2 separate regions of the Pungitius pungitius genome follow, and region 2 is linked to region 1. A link is a contact called in public Hi-C data. All regions are on one chromosome and are shown on one strand. The core of a region is the stretch at or near the end of the contact, and the rest is flanking DNA. Distances in the headings are between cores, read along the strand shown. Region 1 holds the start of dffa (DNA fragmentation factor, alpha polypeptide). Region 2 holds the start of c1h1orf127 (chromosome 1 C1orf127 homolog).

Region 1 (4,716 bases), core at 959-3,458:
GTCTTGTTATGGCTCTGTAGTGGCTCTTTGAGTTGCCCATAACACACGTTTTAGTACGTGTATTTGTGTTTGAGTTTTTCTCGTCTTGCAGACCTGTGACCTTTAACATTCTGTGACATTGGCTTAGGTCCATAGTATAAATTGGCTTGGTGGTGGAGGATCTGGAATATGGGCTGTGAGGAAGAGGTTCGCCTTAAATGCCTGCAACGTGGCAGCTTTGTCAATGGCCATAGGCCTTGATGGGTTTTGATTTGTCGTATGCTACCTAAAAAGTTAGCAGTTGATAATTCCAGCAGTAACTAAAGCACCATTGTTACGCCTGGCCTCTTTGCTTACACTTGCTTTATACCGCTTGCATTAACCCAACATAATTGTCTTTCTGGTTTTGTACATGTCACACCTTGAAGGCACACATGTAAAGACATCATTGCATGGGATTAAAAGCCAAGCACCATTACCAAAAAGATAGTGGTACCTGTAAGTCTTCGTCAGACATGAGGATGATGCTGGCAAGGTCCTGCTTCAGCTGCCGAGCCAGGTCCAGCCAGGGTGCGGCAGCACTGGAGCTGTCCACGGTATCCGCCTCCAACAACATAGAGTCCCTAGCCATCCAGGCCGTGCCGCCATCCACTACAATGAAAAGCAAATCACCGCCTGAACTTGGACAGGGGAGTTCATCTTGAAATAAGAAATGGACTGCATACAAACCGTCTTACCCCTGCGAACTGGTGACCATGTCTCTCTTTCATGCAACAACATAAACTTTGTGTCTGAAGGTAGACACAAAAAGTAGGCTTGATCTTCTACTATAGTCCCATCATTATCCAGGACCACTGTGACAGGCTGACCAGAACTGAACCCGAGAAACTCACTCCCTGTGGGAAGAACACAGAAATGACAGATTTTTACACAGAGGTGGAACATTCTTCATATCAACAATCAGCACTATCCCAAAGTCGTATTCAAGCTAAATAATCCGGACCTTACAACCCTCGCACCACCCGGTCATTCCTGCAAATACCAAAGAGTTTGGTGAACAACTCATGCGTTGCAAGCGATCACCTCTGTCAACCTTACCTCAGGTGTGCCTCGTTAAAAGTATCTGTATCCTGTTTTGATGGAGACACCTAGATTGTGCCTGGTGGATGTGCCTCTGGTAGCGTCAGGAGACATTGAAGCGTGGTAAATGGAGACATTGAAGCGTGGTAAATGGAGACATTGAAGCGTGGTAAATGGAGACGTTGAAGCGTGCGGGTATCGTGCCACCGCCTGCTGTGCTGACACGCTCGGTATGGAGAGTCCTGCCCTGACTCTTCGCGTTAAGCTCTTGCGAGTTTGAACACGATGGAAATGTCTGCTCTGCTCAGCTCTTCCGTGATCGCCGCAGATAAGTTTAAAGTGTTGAGTTTGAAACCCTACGTGCAGCGTTGATGGGAACGGACCACGGAGATGAAGACGATCGCTCTCCATGACATTTACGTTTCGCAGTATAAATGTTTTTTAATGCTAACCCAAACCGTCAGAGATGATCACTAAATACACCAGCAGTTTTAAAGATGTATCGTGTAATTTATACATATGGCACAGCTCATTTAATACGGTTTATTTTCAAAAGGAAAGCCATACAATTACACTAAAGTTGTCATAACACAACTTACCTTTCAGCTTCAGCTCCTCCAAGGAGGGGACCGCCACTCCGTAGGACTTCTGTCGTGTGAAGTTGCACACCTTACACGGTTTCCTGTCCGTCATTCTTGGCCTGATGTGGAGTATTTTTTATTTTCTCTTAACTTTACACTGTCAGATACCGAGACTGTAGCTCTCGTCGAGACGCTTGAACGCGGAAGCGCCGCCGCGTCTTCTGCTTCTTCTTCTTCTTCTTTGAGTTTGATCGTAATCTCGCCGTACTGCCACCTGCTGGCGTGACTTGCCTTATGCAGTCTTCGGCTTGTCGGCTTCCTTTTTATTTTACTCCAGTCTACTCTTTTTGTTTCATCGTTTCTCCCTTGTTTTATTACCTGGATGTGTTGCCATCATTTTGAAAGCCCAGATAATGGCAATTACTGGACGCACCTGATTATGATAAAAGCCTTATTCACTAGAATTTTGTTTTGTTAGATTTGTTTGTTCAACCCATACAGATAGCATCAACTCAACGGTCTACACACCTATGTTTGCATATCTCTGCTCTATTACTTGGAACAGCGGCTGGATAACCTGTATTTTTGGATATTTTTCATCAAAGCTCCACATAGTCTTAAGGCTTTGATGTCATTCCAATGAGTTTTACCACACAGAGATTAAAAGCATTATCAAAAACTCGGACAGTAAATTTAATGCACCATATAATGAATACAAAGTCAGTTTTAGTCACAGCGTCTGTCTTCAATGTAGTCTTGAAATGTGTGTGTCAACTTCTCTCGGGAAATATATGGACAGCATTGTCTTTCCACAAGACATAATGATCACAGTAGCTAATTATTTTAATGTGCCTCTTGGTGCAGGTTATGAAGATTAATGTTCCATTTATATTACAGCTTTTAGGGATGTCTCAGTCATACGTCCTTGATGACCAGATTCTCTTGTGGTAGTCAGACTGCGAGGCCCGACCGGATTAAAAAAACGCACATAGTGGCAACTGCTTTAGGCCCCCGAAATCCAACCAGACTTCAAGGATGATCACTGTTTTTATTTCTTCTGTCGTTAACATCAATTTCAGTAAGAAAATGCACCACAAAAGCCCACAAACTCCTCAAACAATAAGCAATTTTGTTTGTGGCCCTGGTTCTAATTACAAAGACAAGAATTGTGTTTTTTATCTGTGTGTTATTCTATTTCATGTTATTGGCCAATACAGATGAATTTGGGGTCTGATTAGTTTATAATAATAACCATTATTATCAACAATACATATATTAATTTGCGTGATATATTACTTGCTTGTAAACAAAAGAGGCTTCTAATAAAGTGTTGTGTGAGCTTTTAAGTTAACTGCGCTGTTTTCTGAATGGAGTTACTGGTTTTGTGAGGAAAATGGATCATTGATAGCCTTTAGGAAAAGCAATCGAACGTGGCTCAGTCGATCAGCCCGTCCTGTGAGCAATCGAGCGAAGGGGAAAGATGGCATCCACCGAGCAACCTGATCCTCCTACACAGGTCTAAAACTACGCAACTAAAACGTTAACCTCGATGTCCACACACGGCAGTGGACACTCACACTGCGTTTAGATGTCGTCACCCTTCGATACCTCCACTTTTTTTATTGTTACGTTTTTAACGCCTCCGTTAGCAACTAGCAAGTTAGCATCGCTTGCTAGTTAGCACGCTAGCTAACGTTAGCTCCCGCAACGCTTCAAAAGTTGCCCCTCAGGCTCTGTTGCTCGACACGAAGGGACGAGCTGCCTTTCTTCTGCTGCATCACATGCAGCCGAAAGTTGCGTGGCTTGCTAACCTCTGTCTCGGCCAGCTCTTTACCGTGACCAAATGCACGTCCTTCCAATCAAACAAGAAGTCTTCTCTCAGTCAATGACACGTTGTGCAAAGGTCACTGTCAGTCAAACGAGTCCGGTAGATTTTACTCTGCTCTTAGGTTTTATTTGACACGCATTGATCATTTCGGATAAACAGGTTTTTTAGTTTTGCCTCCCACGTGTAGCCAGAGACGGCTTGTTCTAAACCTTTCGCACATTTGCAATTTATTTATTCCCACTAAATAGATTAGAATCAGAGTCAATGCGTGCAAGAGTTAACGCGATTTAAATGTGCTTGTTTCTAAACCATAATTTAAAGGTAGATTTTATGTTGTCTTAACCCAGAGACCGATGAAGCAGGAGGGAGTTAAGTAAGGAACTTAACTTAATTCATGATTGTCATGCATGCTGAATAATTGGTGCATGAGCACAGGTAAATGATCTGGACGCTGTAATGCAGCATTCATGTGACAGATTATAATTATTGATACAGTAGTGTGTGAATTACTTTTCTGTTGCAGCTAAAGTTACATTAGTACATTTAAAGTACTGTTTGGTATTTAATGACATCCCCCACCATTATAAATAATGCCTTAACCGATAATAACATTTTTTTAATCTTTTGATTATGTTATGTATTATTTGTAATATGTACGTACATTTCCTTTGTGACTTAAAACCACTGCTGCTTTCTAAACACGGGTGTATCACATTGGTGTCGTCCAATAGATGGCAGTCTTATACAAGTGTTTGTTTATTTCCTCAGCCGGGCCTTCCACCTGGAACAGAGGCGACGGCTCCTCCCAGAGAAGAACTGGTAAGGACTTATTATTTATTAATGACTACTGGTAAAGGCATTTTGGAACACTGTAACCAAGTGATTTTAAAATGCCTATTTGGTGTAAGTGGTTATTAGATGGGTGCAGCTCATGCCATTTCACCTCATTTAAGTTAAAGAAAACCTTGTTTGTGATTTCACTGATCGGAGCCATTGCCTGTGAAACCTTACCGTGAGAACTCTTTGCAAGTGATGACGCATATTTGAGAGAATTGAGTGCTGTTGTTTATGATTTAGTGACGTAACAAAGTTGTCAAGTTTTGAGTTGTTCAACTACTTTTCCTTAATCGGATAACATTACACATTCCTCAGTGTTTAACACAAGCCCACTCAGAGGGTGAACTTCATTCTCCTCCCTGGGCCTGCAAAAGAAACACCTTATCTAATGATTTTGTTCTTCCTTTAATC
Region 2 (4,716 bases), core at 940-3,439, 250 kb after region 1:
TAGTTTGAAGTGACACTACTTTACTTTAAATCATGTTAGGGCAGGTTTTACCTAAGTAAAGAATCTTAGTACTAAGTTAGTAGTGATTTGTAGAAACATGTTACAGTTTGTGGTGTGGAAAAAAACAATAACTTCCGAGTCTGATTCTATGTTGCTACCCACCTTTGGGACAAGTAGCTTCCATGCTATAGGCATACTGGCCACTAACCAGCTTCAAGGCCAGGAATTCCCCTTCATTTCCCAATACCTGTGTTCAACATAACAGTAATGAAGGGAGATTTAGTTGCAATGCTGCCATTGGTCACTAGGTGGCAGGATGCTGTGCATAGTCTCTTACTTCCACAGGGCTCAACACCTCCCTTCTCCTGCCTTGAACTGTAATGTCTGGTCCGCTCATGTCAATGTTCATCTGGATCAGGCTTGCATCCTCCAGAGCTACAATGAGGTGATCGCTCAGCGACAGCCACCAATGCAACTGTGATGCAAAAAACACACACACGCAGAATACCAAAGTCACACAGATTCCCCATCAAACACATGCACAAATACGTGTTTACATGTATAATGCAATCATATTTCTAAAGGCTGAGTTCACTGGGATTAGTTTTAACGACTACCTTGTTGTTCCAGTTGTCATAGGGAACCTGTCTGGTCACCTACAGACACATACAGAGCGTATCCGATTTTTCAAATGAAAACAGTTAAAAGTAACAGATGACCAACTCAAATCAACAGGTACCTGAATGGACTCTGGGTCACACTTGATCTGCTCTCTGCTTGGTAGTACAGAAGCCACGGGACACTTCATCGTGAAACTATAAGGTCTTCCCCCAAATCGGTTTATCCTCTTTGCCAAATTCAGTTTTAGGACATGATGGCTGTTCTGAAAGGTCAATATGCAGCCAAAGATATTTTACTACTAGGCCCCTCTCGGTCAATTGTCCGAGTCTGTGAATATGCACACGACATTTCTAAATGCGCCGTACAAACCTGTTTTTGGACGAAACATCCCAAGTAACCGACTCTAAAAATAAAGTTGTTGTCGGGGTATTTGTGCAGTGAGAATCCACAGGCAGACAGCTGGAGGTTCAGGTGGTCCAAGGAAGCAAGGTTTACTTATCCAAAGAAAACGAGAGTCAAAGGGAGTTCATGCCATATCCATGTCAACATGTTTTCATTGACTGTTTGAAAGAATTACCTTGGATCTTTAAGGCTCCAGACAGCCAGAGTCCCAATCCTTCAATCCTCCTACTGTGTATCCACATCTCCATGTATTCAGAAAAGCATTCCACATCTCCTTCTGAAAATAAAGACGGAAAATCATTCCTAAAATAACAACCACATTTCAAGAGATGTCAGAAAAACATTAAAAATCATTGCAGCAAAAATGATTTACCTGTCAACCTTGTAGTTGGGGTATGGATCCTCCATTCTGTTGACTGAATGGAAAGTGTGCTCCCCATGACAAAACATTGTAATACACTAGAAAAAGGTAAAATTCTACTTTAATTTAGAAAATTGTGAATAGTTCATGTTTGTGCAACAATATGCTACTTACATGATTCTAAGTAGAACGCCCAATCTTTTCTGATCCATGTCACTCCCACTGACTTATGTGGGCAGTCGGACCCGAGCCTATTTGTAGGTAAGTGGACTGATGTCACTCGGGGATGTGACTTCAATCGGGGAAGTGGGAATAAACACAGGTGTGTTTGCTTTGACACTTTCAAGTTGAAATGATCATTGTGCCCCAGATGTGTGAACAGTGGGATTTGAGGCAGTTGACACACCTCTTTTTTAGTGGTCATCTATTATGGATAAAGTAAATAATGGTAGGCCACATGTCCATTCATTTTTTTTTTCAAGTATGTGTTCTTTGACCATTCCATAAAATACAAATATCCTATTTATCTTACACTATTTTAGACTTTGTACCCTTTATCCTGACATTTGGTTTTTGACAAAATCTGTGATTCTGTGGGTTTGAGCAATGTTCAACAATGTAGCACTCTAACCTTTGCTGCTGTAATCCTGTGGTTATGTTTGGCGGCACAGAATTGTACAAATGTAAATAATGTCAACCAAGTATCCCTGAATATGGGTTAAATTATTATACTTCGGTTGAAGAACAATTTCTCACGATGATATGGTATTAAATGCAATTGCTTTTGATATAATATTCCCGTGCGCATGGTGCGCACCTTTTGTTTGGACTGTGGGAAAATGTATTTATATATGAATTTAAAGGGTAGGCCATGGGTTTTAAAATGTTCCCATTGAAAGTTATACAACACGACAAGATTAATGGAGTTAAAAAATAACGTAAGAGATAAGTCTGCAAACAGTTAGCTAGGTTCTAGTGACCTGACCTCAAATGATTTACTTAATGTTTATAGTTTGAAATGTTCAAATGCCCACAAAAACTCAAAAGTGTACTCTTCCATCTGGATGATGTCATTTCTACAAAGTGCGCAGCCATTTTGTTAGCTAGCTTGAGGTTATAGAGGTTAGCCGCGCGCGTACTGCTGCAATATATGTGTTCTTTACGATTTTGTGCGTAAATCAGAACGAACACGATCATTTGTCGATATTGGTGTAAGCGTGCAGTGTTTAGCTACAGACCCGCAGACTGAATCAGGACTCGTGTGTTTGTTAACGGTGAACAGTGCGTGAAATTGAATGGTCATTCATTTTTCAAGCCGTCTTGGGTTCGCTAGCTTGTTAGCTAGCTAGCTGACTAACGTGTTTACGCGTGCTACAAACGGAGAAGAAAGCTAGTGAGTGTTGAAGGGTTATTGAGTGAGTGTTTGGGTTCCACATAGTTTGTGTGCTCCTTTGACTACCGCTATAGCTCGGTTGCGTCGCCCAGTTGACTGACGTGACGTGAAACTTCATCGACGATCGACGCTACAAACTCGCGTGCATCGTTACGTTGTTTCAACTTTTAACTCCCATCGGCTGCTTCCACTTGGACCGGCGCGCGACCATTTAGAGACCATGTCGGAGTTGTACATTCGTGTGGCCGAGGATGAAAGCGAAGAGCCCATGGAGATCCCTTCGGAGGATGATGGTACTATATTGCTTTCATCGGTAGCGGCACAGTTTCCAGGGGCGTGCGGGCTGCGCTACAGGAACCCGGAGTCCCAGTGCATGAGGGGGGTCCGGCTGGTGGAGGGTGTCCTTCATGCCCCCGAGAACGACTGGGGAAACTTGGTCTATGTCGTCAATTACCCTAAAGGTGAGATGTTGGTCTCAATGACTTCCCGCGCCTCTGCAGGGTTTGTTGCGTTAGACCGCGGTCGTTTTAGCCCCTTTTGATCTTGTCCATTACTTCCAGTTAATGTTTAATGCTCCATTTTCCCTGCACACAGTTTCCACAGAACAGTGTTGATTAAAGCAGACCTCAGTGAGCACGGGTTTGGAGTAAGACTCAGCCAGATGTAGGAGCTAATGTTGAGGTGCTGTCTTACTTGTTGTCACGTTTTTTTTATATCTTGGGTGCTGCCGCAACCAGACAGAGTTTATCTTCATCTCATTATTACACCAGCAGTCTGTGGACGGTGGCCTTGTAACAAAATAAAGTAGTTTTCCTGATGTGACTCACACCTGCCCCTCCATTCTCCCCAGATAATAAAAGAAAGATGGAAGAGATAGATGCGGCCTCGGCTGTGAAAGTGAAAAGAGGCTTTCAGAAGACGTCGGATCTCATCGTCCTGGGGCTGCCGTGGAAAACGTCGGAACAAGACCTGAAAGATTATTTCACCACCTTTGGGGAGGTCATCATGGTGCAGGTGTGGACGTCGTGTCTTGATCTGAATATGTGACTCTTATTATTCAGATTTACAAGTTGTGATCAAGCTTGCCTGCCCTCCGTTCACTCCAGGTCAAGAGAGATTTAAAAACTGGCAACTCCAAAGGGTTTGGGTTTGTCAGATTCACTGAGTACGAGACACAAACCAAAGTGATTGCTCAGAGACACATGATTGATGGACGATGGTGTGACTGCAAACTTCCCAACTCAAAGGTAATTTGGGAACCATTTCAGCGCTTCAGTAGAACCATTCAGTGCAAGTATAGTCAAATTCACAGTATTTGGGTCAGTTGATCGGATTTCTGCTTTTAGATTAGTTTGCACCATTGGCTGTTTTCAGAATGCTCCCAATCTCAGATCCTGTCCATTCAATGAGAAGTTGATTCCCTTGTTGAGAAAGCTGTACATTTTAAGGAGAATGTCGACCGCATTTACAAATGATGTCAAACAATAAGCAGCAGTTTTTTGGTCTGTCTTTCCTTATTTCATTCAAAAGATTTGAAATTACACATTTGCTGAATTGTGGTGTATCAAATTAATTTCACAATTGAAATGGCTGTCAGCAATTAAATGTTCAAATTCAGAATTGGGCAGAAGTATTTCTGACAACCCCAGATTTCCTAATTCCTTGCTGTGCGCGTTTGTCCTCTCAGGCGTCCCCCGATGAGCCCATGCGGAGCCGTAAAATCTTTGTTGGCCGCTGTACAGAGGACATGACAACTGACGAGCTGAGGCAGTACTTCATGCAGTACGGCGAAGTCACTGATGTCTTCATCCCCAAACCTTTCCGGGCTTTTGCATTTGTCACGTTTGCCGACGACCAGGTGAGATTCGCCTTAAAAGGCAGAGCTGGATTACAACTGGCCGGTATATTAATGCCCACTGATTATCTTCTCTCCTTGTCA

The links. A called contact is a pair of places that touch in the nucleus more often than the background predicts.
Region 2: a Hi-C map of muscle shows a contact between it and region 1, with 4 times the contacts expected there. The contact joins the promoter of c1h1orf127 here to the promoter of dffa in region 1. A contact is called at or near these places in 2 of 2 Hi-C or Micro-C datasets (both in muscle).

The regions. Positions count from the first base shown.
Region 1 is chr1:27,875,404-27,880,119 of fPunPun2.1, forward strand. dffa (DNA fragmentation factor, alpha polypeptide) reads right to left here and starts at 2,209. Exons shown (of 6, transcript XM_062564107.1): 1 at 1,659-2,209; 2 at 717-875; 3 at 476-630. The coding sequence starts at 1,752. pex14 (peroxisomal biogenesis factor 14) reads left to right here and starts at 3,010. Exons shown (of 9, transcript XM_037479166.2): 1 at 3,010-3,156; 2 at 4,237-4,287. The coding sequence starts at 3,121.
Region 2 is chr1:28,122,641-28,127,356 of fPunPun2.1, forward strand. It overlaps c1h1orf127 (chromosome 1 C1orf127 homolog), which reads right to left and starts at 2,190. Exons shown (of 11, transcript XM_037479601.2): 1 at 1,559-2,190; 2 at 1,397-1,482; 3 at 1,199-1,300; 4 at 991-1,115; 5 at 740-883; 6 at 618-656; 7 at 338-475; 8 at 163-247. The coding sequence starts at 1,596. tardbpa (TAR DNA binding protein a) reads left to right here and starts at 2,462. Exons shown (of 5, transcript XM_037479094.2): 1 at 2,462-3,238; 2 at 3,628-3,791; 3 at 3,884-4,024; 4 at 4,465-4,635. The coding sequence starts at 2,998.